2 separate regions of the Zea mays genome follow, and region 2 is linked to region 1. Evidence: chromatin contacts called from public Hi-C data. All regions are on one chromosome and are shown on one strand. Each heading gives the region's core, a stretch centred on a gene start, on an enhancer-like site or on the middle of the called end of the contact. The rest is flanking DNA. Distances are from core to core; before and after follow the strand shown.

Region 1 (4,665 bases), core at 1,404-3,903:
GATTAGGCAGAGCTCCTGCCATTTCCTTAAAAAAAAATTAAAGTTGCCAATGTCCTTGATACTTAATATTTGTAGGGATCTTTCAGGCTGCTTATCACTTAGATCAGATAAATATTTTTTTTAACTTTCCTCGTAGGGAGGGATCTGTCATACAATGAGCTTAATGGATCTATTCCAGAGAGCCTAGGCGAGCTGACATCGTTACAGATACTGTGAGTGCACTAGTTACTCTGTTTTAGATTGATATTTTACATTCATCTTTCCCTTCCACAAAACCTAAGAATTTCTGCTATGCAGTAATCTGAATGCCAATCGTCCTTCTGGTCGTGTTCCAGCCAGTTTATTGATATTTTACACGGTTCAAGCATGCTTATTGTCAGTTTTGTACTCGGTGGTCTGAAGTTCTTACATGGTGGTCTACTGATAAACGGCTTTGTCCTTGTGGGAAGCTGATCAAGACGGCACATAGCTGCAGTATGGAATAGCTTCACAGATGTTGAGAACAAATGCATTTCCCCGCAGAAGCAAAAGCTGAGCACAGGCATTGCTCCCAGTCCCAGTAGCGTGAGCTAAGCTAACTGCAAACAAGCAAGACACGCATGCAAGGGTCTCCTTGTTTGCCAATACCTGGTAAACGTACGGAGCCACATTTACAGACTTCATATCGTATAATCGTATATATTTAGTGTAGTAAAACCAGCTGGGCAGGCGTCGCCGCCTCATGCAGCAGGGGATTCACATCGCGACGCCTGGGATGTTGACCCAGGTGAGGTGCAGGACGAGCTCTCCGGTCTCGGTGTCCCTGAGCTTGAGCACCATGTCCTGGGAGACCTTGCCGTCCTTCCACGTGATGTGGCTCTCGGTGGCGAGGCAGCTGCCCTTCTCCGGGCGGATCGTCTTTATCACCGTGCCGTCGGGGACGTCGCTCAGGTCCTGCTTCGCGATCTCCACGAAGTTGAGGATGCAGAACTCGGCGTTGCCCATGCTGTCGTCCTTGGTGAACGTGTCGTGGTCGAAGAGTCCCTGTCAGTCGACGCGCGCGCCAGAAACGAGGAAGAGCTCACACTGTCAGTCGAAGCGCAAGGTTGCCGCTGCATTTTTGGGATCAGATCATGGAGATGATGAACTTACAATCTTGACCGGGTTCATCATGTTCGTGATGGACAGGGTGAGCTCCTCGTTCCATTCTGGGTTGATCGTGCGGTATTTTATACTTGATTTCACTTTCTGTGCAGTATATATGAAAACAGGTTGTCCATATCGTTAGCAATTAAAAGAGGACTCAGATGCAAAACAATTCTCTTTAAGTTCTCATTTCAACGATCCTATATTGAAACTTATATATTTTTTTAATCTTTTGGAGTGAGGACAGTTGGAAAGTGAAAATGGCTATAGTAGAGTTTATGTTATTCATACTAATAACTACTCTAAGGTAAACAAATGGCTATAGTATAGTATCTTCAATGACCGTCTTTCTAGCTACAGAATGTTTCAACTTATGTTTCTACCTATTGTCATGACATACCACGAGAGATCTAGGGTTTAATAAAGCTACTACAGATTATTTACTCATTGGTAGAGCAAGCTCTTTTATTATGATCATGATTTCTCTTGGCTTTATGGTTCATCTGAAGGTTGGGAAGATCGAGCTTGAAGAAACTGATATGGAAGCTGAGGGGTAGATAGATTTATCAAACACCTATATTTTAGGAGATATTTTGCAAAATTATTGGAGAACCTTTTTTTTTCCTTTTTCCGTGGCAAAAAGACCAAATTAGCTAGGAAGATGTTTAATTTTTAAGGAGATTTTATTTGGAGATATTTTGTTGGGTTTTAGCTTTTCCTAAGAAAAAGCTCTTCTCACGCCGGAGATGTAAAAATGCTTAATTATTGTTTGGAACCATATATGTTATATCTCAACGGAAGAAGCACCATTATAGGACAAAGGACAGTATACAGCAGTATAAGCCTAATAAGAAAATAAAGCTTCATGTGTGCCTCTTTTCGACGTGTTTTACCATATTCTAAACAGACCCTAACCGTGTAAGGGTATTTCCAACCTAGGAACTAGATGGTTTCTATATTTATTAACTATGACGATAACTCAATGAAATGATGATGATGTGCTATTGAATTTAGAAAGAGCGAGAGAGAGTGGAAATGGTTTTTTAGATAAGAAAAATATATCTACACGGAAACTAAGGTACGTAGATATAAATAGGTGTGATATGTAGATGCTAAAGAGAAAAACATATTACTAGAAAAAAATTATTTTGAAAAAAAAACTATTTAGACTTGAGCATACCATACCATTCAGACTCAGTAAGATGGAGAGGGGTATAGAAGAGTAAGCTATGAAAGCTGGAGTGGCATGCAGTTTATACTTTACCTGCTTTCCGTGGCGGAGGACGACGTAGGGGTCGCTGCTGTGGGTGAGCGGGTCGCAGATTGCCAGGTGCACTCCTCGCACCACCCGCACCTTGAGCAGCCCCAGCAGGCACTCCATCTCCGTCTACCTCTCTCTCTCTCTCTCTCTCTCGCTCTGTCTCCAGAACACCGAGCAAAAGCTAGAGGGCCTGACCGTCAACGGATTGGAGGACGTACGACAAGCCCGGCCGGCCGGAGACAGCCAGACGCACAAGCTTTTTGCTCCGGCTTGGCCAACTGGACGGAGCTAGGCCGGGAGATCTCCTTGGGGAGGCAAGAAGAGTCTGCTGCAGAGCAAGAGGCTGGACGACAAGCGCGGGGAGCGGACGACTACGCGCATGCATGCGCAGACACTGTCGTCTCATGGATGGCTCCCATCTTCTATCTGGGCCATCCATTTCCTCCGGCGTCGTCTCTAATTTAGCTTTAGCTCACCGGCAGGCAGGATGGCCCTCCCGATATGCATGGACGCGCACGAAGATAACAACGTTATTGGACTCGCACAAACGAGCAGAGCATCCTAGAGAATCGTTGTCTATGACCAGGGGCGGACCGAGAGGGGGGGGGGGGCAAAGTGGACCATAGCCCCCCTCTCAATTTTCTCTCTCTCTTATATATCTAATATTCATTTAGTGTTAGTATAGAGAAAAATTAAAGTTTTAGGTCTGTTGAAGTTTTCTATTTGTATAACACTGTCTCCAGCAAGTAGTGTAAAATAGGGAATACAGAACTGTAGATGACACTGTTTGTAGAGTAAGATTTAAAATAGAGGATAAGATAGAGAATCTGATAGAGATAGCCTAAAGTTTCAATGGTAGAATGAGATGGTATTAGACTGGTGTTAGGTTGTTATTGAAATTTTAGAACACGACCCTTGACCCATAGAATCAACCCGAGATCATCGGCCCATTAGACTCAACATATCAAATTCATAATATTCCTGTCCCATAGAATCAACCCATGACCCCGTTCCTCAATCCAATCGATCCAGGAACATTTTGACTATGGCCCAGTCCCATTCTTATCGACACCGCCTGATCCAGTCTGCTTCGATGTCTTGTTCCTTATGTCGCGACACTACACAACCCCACCCCTTCGCGGTGCCCCCGCCTCGCTCGTCATTCTCATGACGCTAGCTACCTCGGCATGTCCGATCTTGTTTGTCGCGATGATGTGACCCGTCCTTGGAGGTCAACGAGCTTGTCGAACCAACGAGCCCTATCTCTCAACTAGAGACGTCCCTTGACCCACCCCTTTCTCGGCACACCTGCCCATCGAAGAGATCAATATTCGGCAAGATACACCCAATTTTTATTAGGCTAGTAAGAACTTAACATCATGTTTACTTCTTTTGTTTATTTATTTTTTCTTTGGATTTATATCGTGTATTGATATAAAACTTGAAATCAATGCAACGCTGGTTTTTATGATCTTTTGCTTGATTTGTCATGTGGTTTTTTGGCCCCCCATGAATTCTCGTCCTGCGTCCGCCACTGTCTATAAGATGTGTCTACGAGTGGTTGGCATGGTTTCGGGAGTTTTTCTTTTGGTTCTATACATACAATAAAACACGTGTGTTCCTGGAAGTTGGACAAGATAGGTCGTAATTTTCGCAAAGAGCTGGACAGAGCAGCATATTTAACTGTATAATTCTGTAGAGAGAGACGACTGGTTGTTGCCATCTCGTAAAGAAGGGGATATTATGGATACCCACAAAGTTGAGCAGCCTCTTGTGCTTCATGCTGTAAAAATGCATGAACCTTATGGTGAGCAGCCACAAATTCACCACCACCGCCATTTTCTATCTTCACTAGCTTAACAAGATTCCTCATAACCAATTCCTTCAAATAGATTCTTCCAGCTTATGGCGTTCCAACTGCTTTGACTGCTTGGTTGTTGGCCCATCATATAAGTTCGCTGACTAGTGGTGGTGGCTTGCCCACACAGCACGTACCACCTTCCACTGTCACAAAGCGAACTACCAACTTAGATTTAATTCACTGTCACAAAGAGAACTACCAATTTAGATTTAATTCGTACCGACTTCTACTATTTTCATCGTATTTTATTGCTATAGGTTAGAGCTGCATCAATTCGAATAGCAAAAACCCAACCCGGACATCACCCTCCCTTTTGTTAGGATTTATGGGCTAGGCCCAATTGAGAAATTCAAATAAATCCCAGGAAAATCACAAAAGCCCATATAAGTGGATGACTAGGGAATAGGTGTACCAATAG
Region 2 (4,665 bases), core at 1,537-4,036, 240 kb before region 1:
TCTCTGGGCTGATATATTCAAGGAACATACCGCAGCCAATGCTTAGGACTCCACTACCTTGTGCTTGACCAAAATTTCAAAAATAAAATGGAAATCACCATAAAGGTGAATAACCAACATCACATCTCCAACATATCTACTTGGGTGAACACATAGGTAATCATCATAACCATATGATGTAGACCTCTTACTGATGGGCAAATAACATTTTGCTGTCTAAAAGCTTGGTCTCAGGGCAAATAAATTCCAAGAACTTATTGCAGCCAAAGCCTAGATCTCCATCATGTGTTGAAATATCCCAAGTTCAAGATATGTGTCATATTTTGCAAGAATTCATCGTTTAATTAAGTAGAACTTAATTAAAAGAATTCTTTTAGCAGTCAGCATGACTGCAGCGTCCAGTCTGGCTCCATAGCCCGCGACGCCTGCTTGGTCCGTGACCTTTTTGGGTAGCACGTATAGGTAATCATCTCGAAAGATGTAGACCTCATAGTGATAGGCATTTCAAATGCGGCCTAAAGCACGGTCTCTGGGCTACTAAATTCTATAAAGAATTTAGCGCAGCCAGTGCTTAGGACTCCATCACCCTATGCCTTTCCCAAAAAAGTGCAATCTTATGTTGCATGAGGACCGTTAAGTTTCGACTTAATTAATGTGCTATGTTTTCCATACAAACATAAAAGAATGCAAAAAACAAAAGCAAGTCGAAACATGTGAATCATAAATATAAATAAAAATATAATTCACTGATAAGTCTGCATTTTCACAATAAAAACAGACAAATATGTATAATTACATATAACATTAGCAGTAGTCTAAATATGAGAATTTAGATAGTATTTTGAAATTGCGTTACAAGCAATCACAGAGTCTTGTACTGTAAATGTACAGAAAATAAAATAAAAAAAGTAAATTTGGCCCAGCCAAACATATGGCTGAACAGCCCAGGCGGCTCAGGGGGCCAGCCCAGTGGCCAGGCGCGGCCCAGCCGGCCAGTACAATGGCCAGCGTGGCCCAGCCGACCAGTACAGTGCCTAGGCGGTTAGGGTTTCGCCCACCACATCGACCTGCGGCGACGACCAAACAACAGGCGCAGCCATGGCCTCCCCGGCGGCGGCGTGGGAGCGGCCTAGGCACGGCCATGGTGGCCGGAAGCACGGCCCCCTGAGCGGGCCCCCCGGCGGCGCATGCTCTGGCGGCGCGCAGCTCCGGCCAGGCGGGCGCGGCGGCCCAGCAGCGTGCGGTCCAGGCCAGGCAGGAGCGATGGCCATGGCGGCCTTGGGCATAGGCGCGGCGGCCCCCGGCGCGCACGGGTGCGGCTCCAGCGGCTCGACATCGAGCGCGCCTCCCCCGCGGTGGTGTGGGCTGCACCGGCGTGCGGCCCTTGGACCCTCGGCGGCTCGCCGCAGGCCGGCGGACGAGGGCGGGCACAGCCCCTCGGCGCAGGCGCGCCCGCCGGCGGCGGTTCGGCTGCCCGGCGTGGGCCCGCAGCGCCCCCGACGGCGCTCGACGGCGCACGGGTTCGCGACCCCCGACGCGCGCGGGCGAGGTCCCGGCCGCGCGGAGGCCCCCGGCCCCGACAGCACAAGCGCGCAAGCAAGCGCCCCTGGCGGTGCTCGACGGCGCGCGGGTTCGCGACCCCCCAGCAGCGGCTAGGCGGTCGGCCTCGACCCCGGCGGTGCGCGGTGCAGGCCCCGGCGCGCGGGGGCGTGGGCGCGCGGCCCCCCCCGGCGGCAGCGCGGGCAGACGACCCAGGCGCGCGAACGCGCGGTCTCCCGGCGGGTCGGGGGCAAGGCCCCCACGGTGTGCATGGCTCGGGCGCGGCCCTCCACGGGCGGCGCGGGCGCGGCTCGGGGGGCGCTGGCGCGGCGGCTCGGCCTTGGCATGCGCAGCGGCCACGGCAGCGCAGGCGCGCTGTCTAGACGCGCGCGCGGGCGAGTCCCCCGACTCCGGCGCACGAGCGCGGTGCCGCATGGTGCCTCCGGCTAAGCGGGTCCCGGTGCGGATACAGCCCCAGCGAGGCTTGGCGGGCGGCCATGGCGTGCGCGCAGCAGCCCCGCGGCCCCTCGGCACGCCGCCTTGCGCGGCCCCTCGGCACGCAGCCTTGCGCGGCCCCTGCATGGCGCAACGGCCATGGCGCTGCCTGTCGTGGGCGCGAAACAACGCGGACATCCCGGCGGCGCGCGACCACTTCAGCGCGCGCGCTCGTGGCCCTCTGCGCGGGCGCGGCCTTGGCCATGAGCGGGCCTTGCCAGTTCGCGAGGTGGGATCTGGCAAGCATTCATGGCCTCTGCAGCCCGCGAAGCCACGGCCAGGGTGCCAGGCAATGTCCTTCATGCAATTTGTGTAGAAATTGAAAGGACGACAGTGCCAAAAGAACACTTCAGAAAAGGGTAATGATCCTACCATTTTTAATGTTCTTTTCACAATATCTAGATCTGCAGGATCTGCCCTTGATCAACGTCTTGATGCATTAACTTTTGCAACCGCCTGTTAATGGTAGTGTTCGGCTTGGTCTTCTTGTTCGTACGACCAAGGAACTTCAGCAGAAATTTTCTTCTCTTATCTCGGAGCAGTGCTGATAACGTGTTGAAGTATACTCAGTGGTAACGAGATTGAGAGAGAGACAAATGACAGAACTGTTGTTCTTTATTGCAGTGACAGGACAATTTATATATAAGTGAAGGGGTGTATCCTAAGAGGTGTGTCCCTTGGGCAAAACTGTCGCATCCTTTGGATTGATTACATATGTAATATTTTGTAACAACCGCGAGGCCCGTGTGTCGACGCTGCCGGAGCCGTGGATCGGTGGATGCTACCAGAAACCAGATGGCAGTATGGCACGCCTCAGACGTCAGACAGTTAATCTGAGGGTTCACCTCCACCTGCAGCCAGATCGTCACTGCAAATCTGCAATTAGTCCTTGACTTTGCCAAGTGACCACGTGGACTGGCGGAGGGAACCGAGCGAGTGGCCCAGACGTCGCGACTCGCGAGGCCGAGGCGCGGCGGCAGCGACGACTCCAACAACCACGCGCGGAGGCTGCAGTGCTCCAGCCAAGGTGAGAGCTCTCCCGCTTACCTCAGGCGGTGGACGCCGGTTTCCCATGTACATGTGGCCTTTCTGGTCTGGATGCCATGCTCCTGCTCGCCCTGAGGTTTCTCGCCGGGGTATTGATCCAAAGCGGGTGCGACTGCGACCCTAGTCGGCAGCCGCCGTGCTCTCGCGACTTGCGGTCACGAGATTCGGTTCATAGGGCGGCTTGTTGATTGACGTAGAGGCACATGACTGGAACCGTGAGCTTTGAGTTGTCAAGTAGTAACAACCTACCTTTTGCCATCGGCTTCTGGTTTGCTTTACTTTGCAGAGTTAATGCATTTGACAAAACAGTTCCAGGAATCGCTGTGGCAACACGACTGAATGCAATAGCATGCTAAGACCCCTATTTATGTTTATGTGTTGTCTGATGTAGGATTGCAGCTAGGATTCGTGTATCATGTAGCCCTGGTTCCCAATCCTTGCTTGATTTTGAAAATATTATGTGAATTTCTACTTGTAACATCTCTTTCTACTTGTTGAGAAGTCCAAGGTTAAATTCTGATGCGCTTTTTACTAGAAAAGAAACGAAAACTTAGGTCTGCAAATTTGTTAAATTATTTCATATGTGTCTAGTGCTCAGGCCACTGTGTCGGCGCAGAAATCCTGCTTGCTTGATTATCTTCCCATCGAGCAGTGGCTGTATGTCCTACTTACTCGAGTGGCTTTGGATAATTAATTTTGCCAATTTGCTGCACAAATTATAGGTGTTCAAAAGTCAAAACACAGTCTGTTTTGTTTTTATATTCTTGTACATGTACAGGGGTGAAGTGTCCCATTCCATATACCCTGAGACGAAGCTGAGGTGTGGGTCAGTTAAGAGTGGAATACTCTTAGTTGAATGACTTTGGTGTCCTGTCTTGCACATATGTGAAAGGCTATGCTGATATTGTGATATGCGGTTCACAAAAAGCTATTTAGAAAATGTCCTAGCTGAGAGTCCTTTCATTCTCTGATGAATGAGATCCTTGCTCTAAACAGTAGTTTTTAACTTATAGCACCCTGCACATAATTGGCAAGTTCCTTATTTTTCAACCAATGAAACAGTGTGCCTTAATTGGCTCCATTTTAGTTAAGTGTGGATTATGCCAAGTCATTAGTTGGTGATCAATAGAGACATGGTGCCATTTGCTCTCTTGAAAAAAAACTGAATTTCAGTTACTGTAACTGAACATGTACCCTAATAAAGGAGCATAAGATAGTTTCCTTCATCAAGCCTCCTACAGAAGTATTCAACTGTTTAGGAAATAGTCTTCTTACCACACTCTAGTTAAGTAAATAAACTAGGAGGCTAGAAAAAACTATTTTCAGGATTCAGATTTATATTTAATTACTTGAAATGTATATAGCACATATCATATGGCACTGCTTTTATTCACAGTCATGCCCACTGCACAGTGGTTCTTTCCCACAGTTGCTTCTTTCTCTTGCCACCCTAATACTCTACCATCAATTTGTCCTTGCTCCCTCTTGCCTTGCAGTAGCTTTTGGTGTGCTGAATCCAACACCAGCTCCTCCTCCCTTTGTTATGTATCCTGAGGCAAGGGGCTGAGTCCCAACTGATTGTAC

Evidence for each region. Hi-C and Micro-C count contacts between places; a contact is called where the count stands out from the background.
Region 2: a Hi-C map of ear shows a contact between it and region 1, with 4 times the contacts expected there. The contact joins the promoter of LOC100277216 here to the promoter of LOC100281857 in region 1. A contact is called at or near these places in 4 of 25 Hi-C or Micro-C datasets (ear, leaf and tassel).

What each region holds. Positions count from the first base shown.
Region 1 is chr2:208,547,136-208,551,800 of Zm-B73-REFERENCE-NAM-5.0, reverse strand. It overlaps LOC100281857 (GTPase activating protein), which reads right to left and starts at 2,653. Exons shown (of 3, transcript NM_001154777.2): 1 at 2,390-2,653; 2 at 1,132-1,227; 3 at 469-1,023. The coding sequence starts at 2,506. The coding sequence ends at 736. It also overlaps the pseudogene LOC109944388.
Region 2 is chr2:208,783,389-208,788,053 of Zm-B73-REFERENCE-NAM-5.0, reverse strand. It overlaps LOC100277216 (protein LAZ1 homolog 2), which reads left to right and starts at 2,786. Exons shown (of 5, transcript XM_008672211.4): 1 at 2,786-3,061.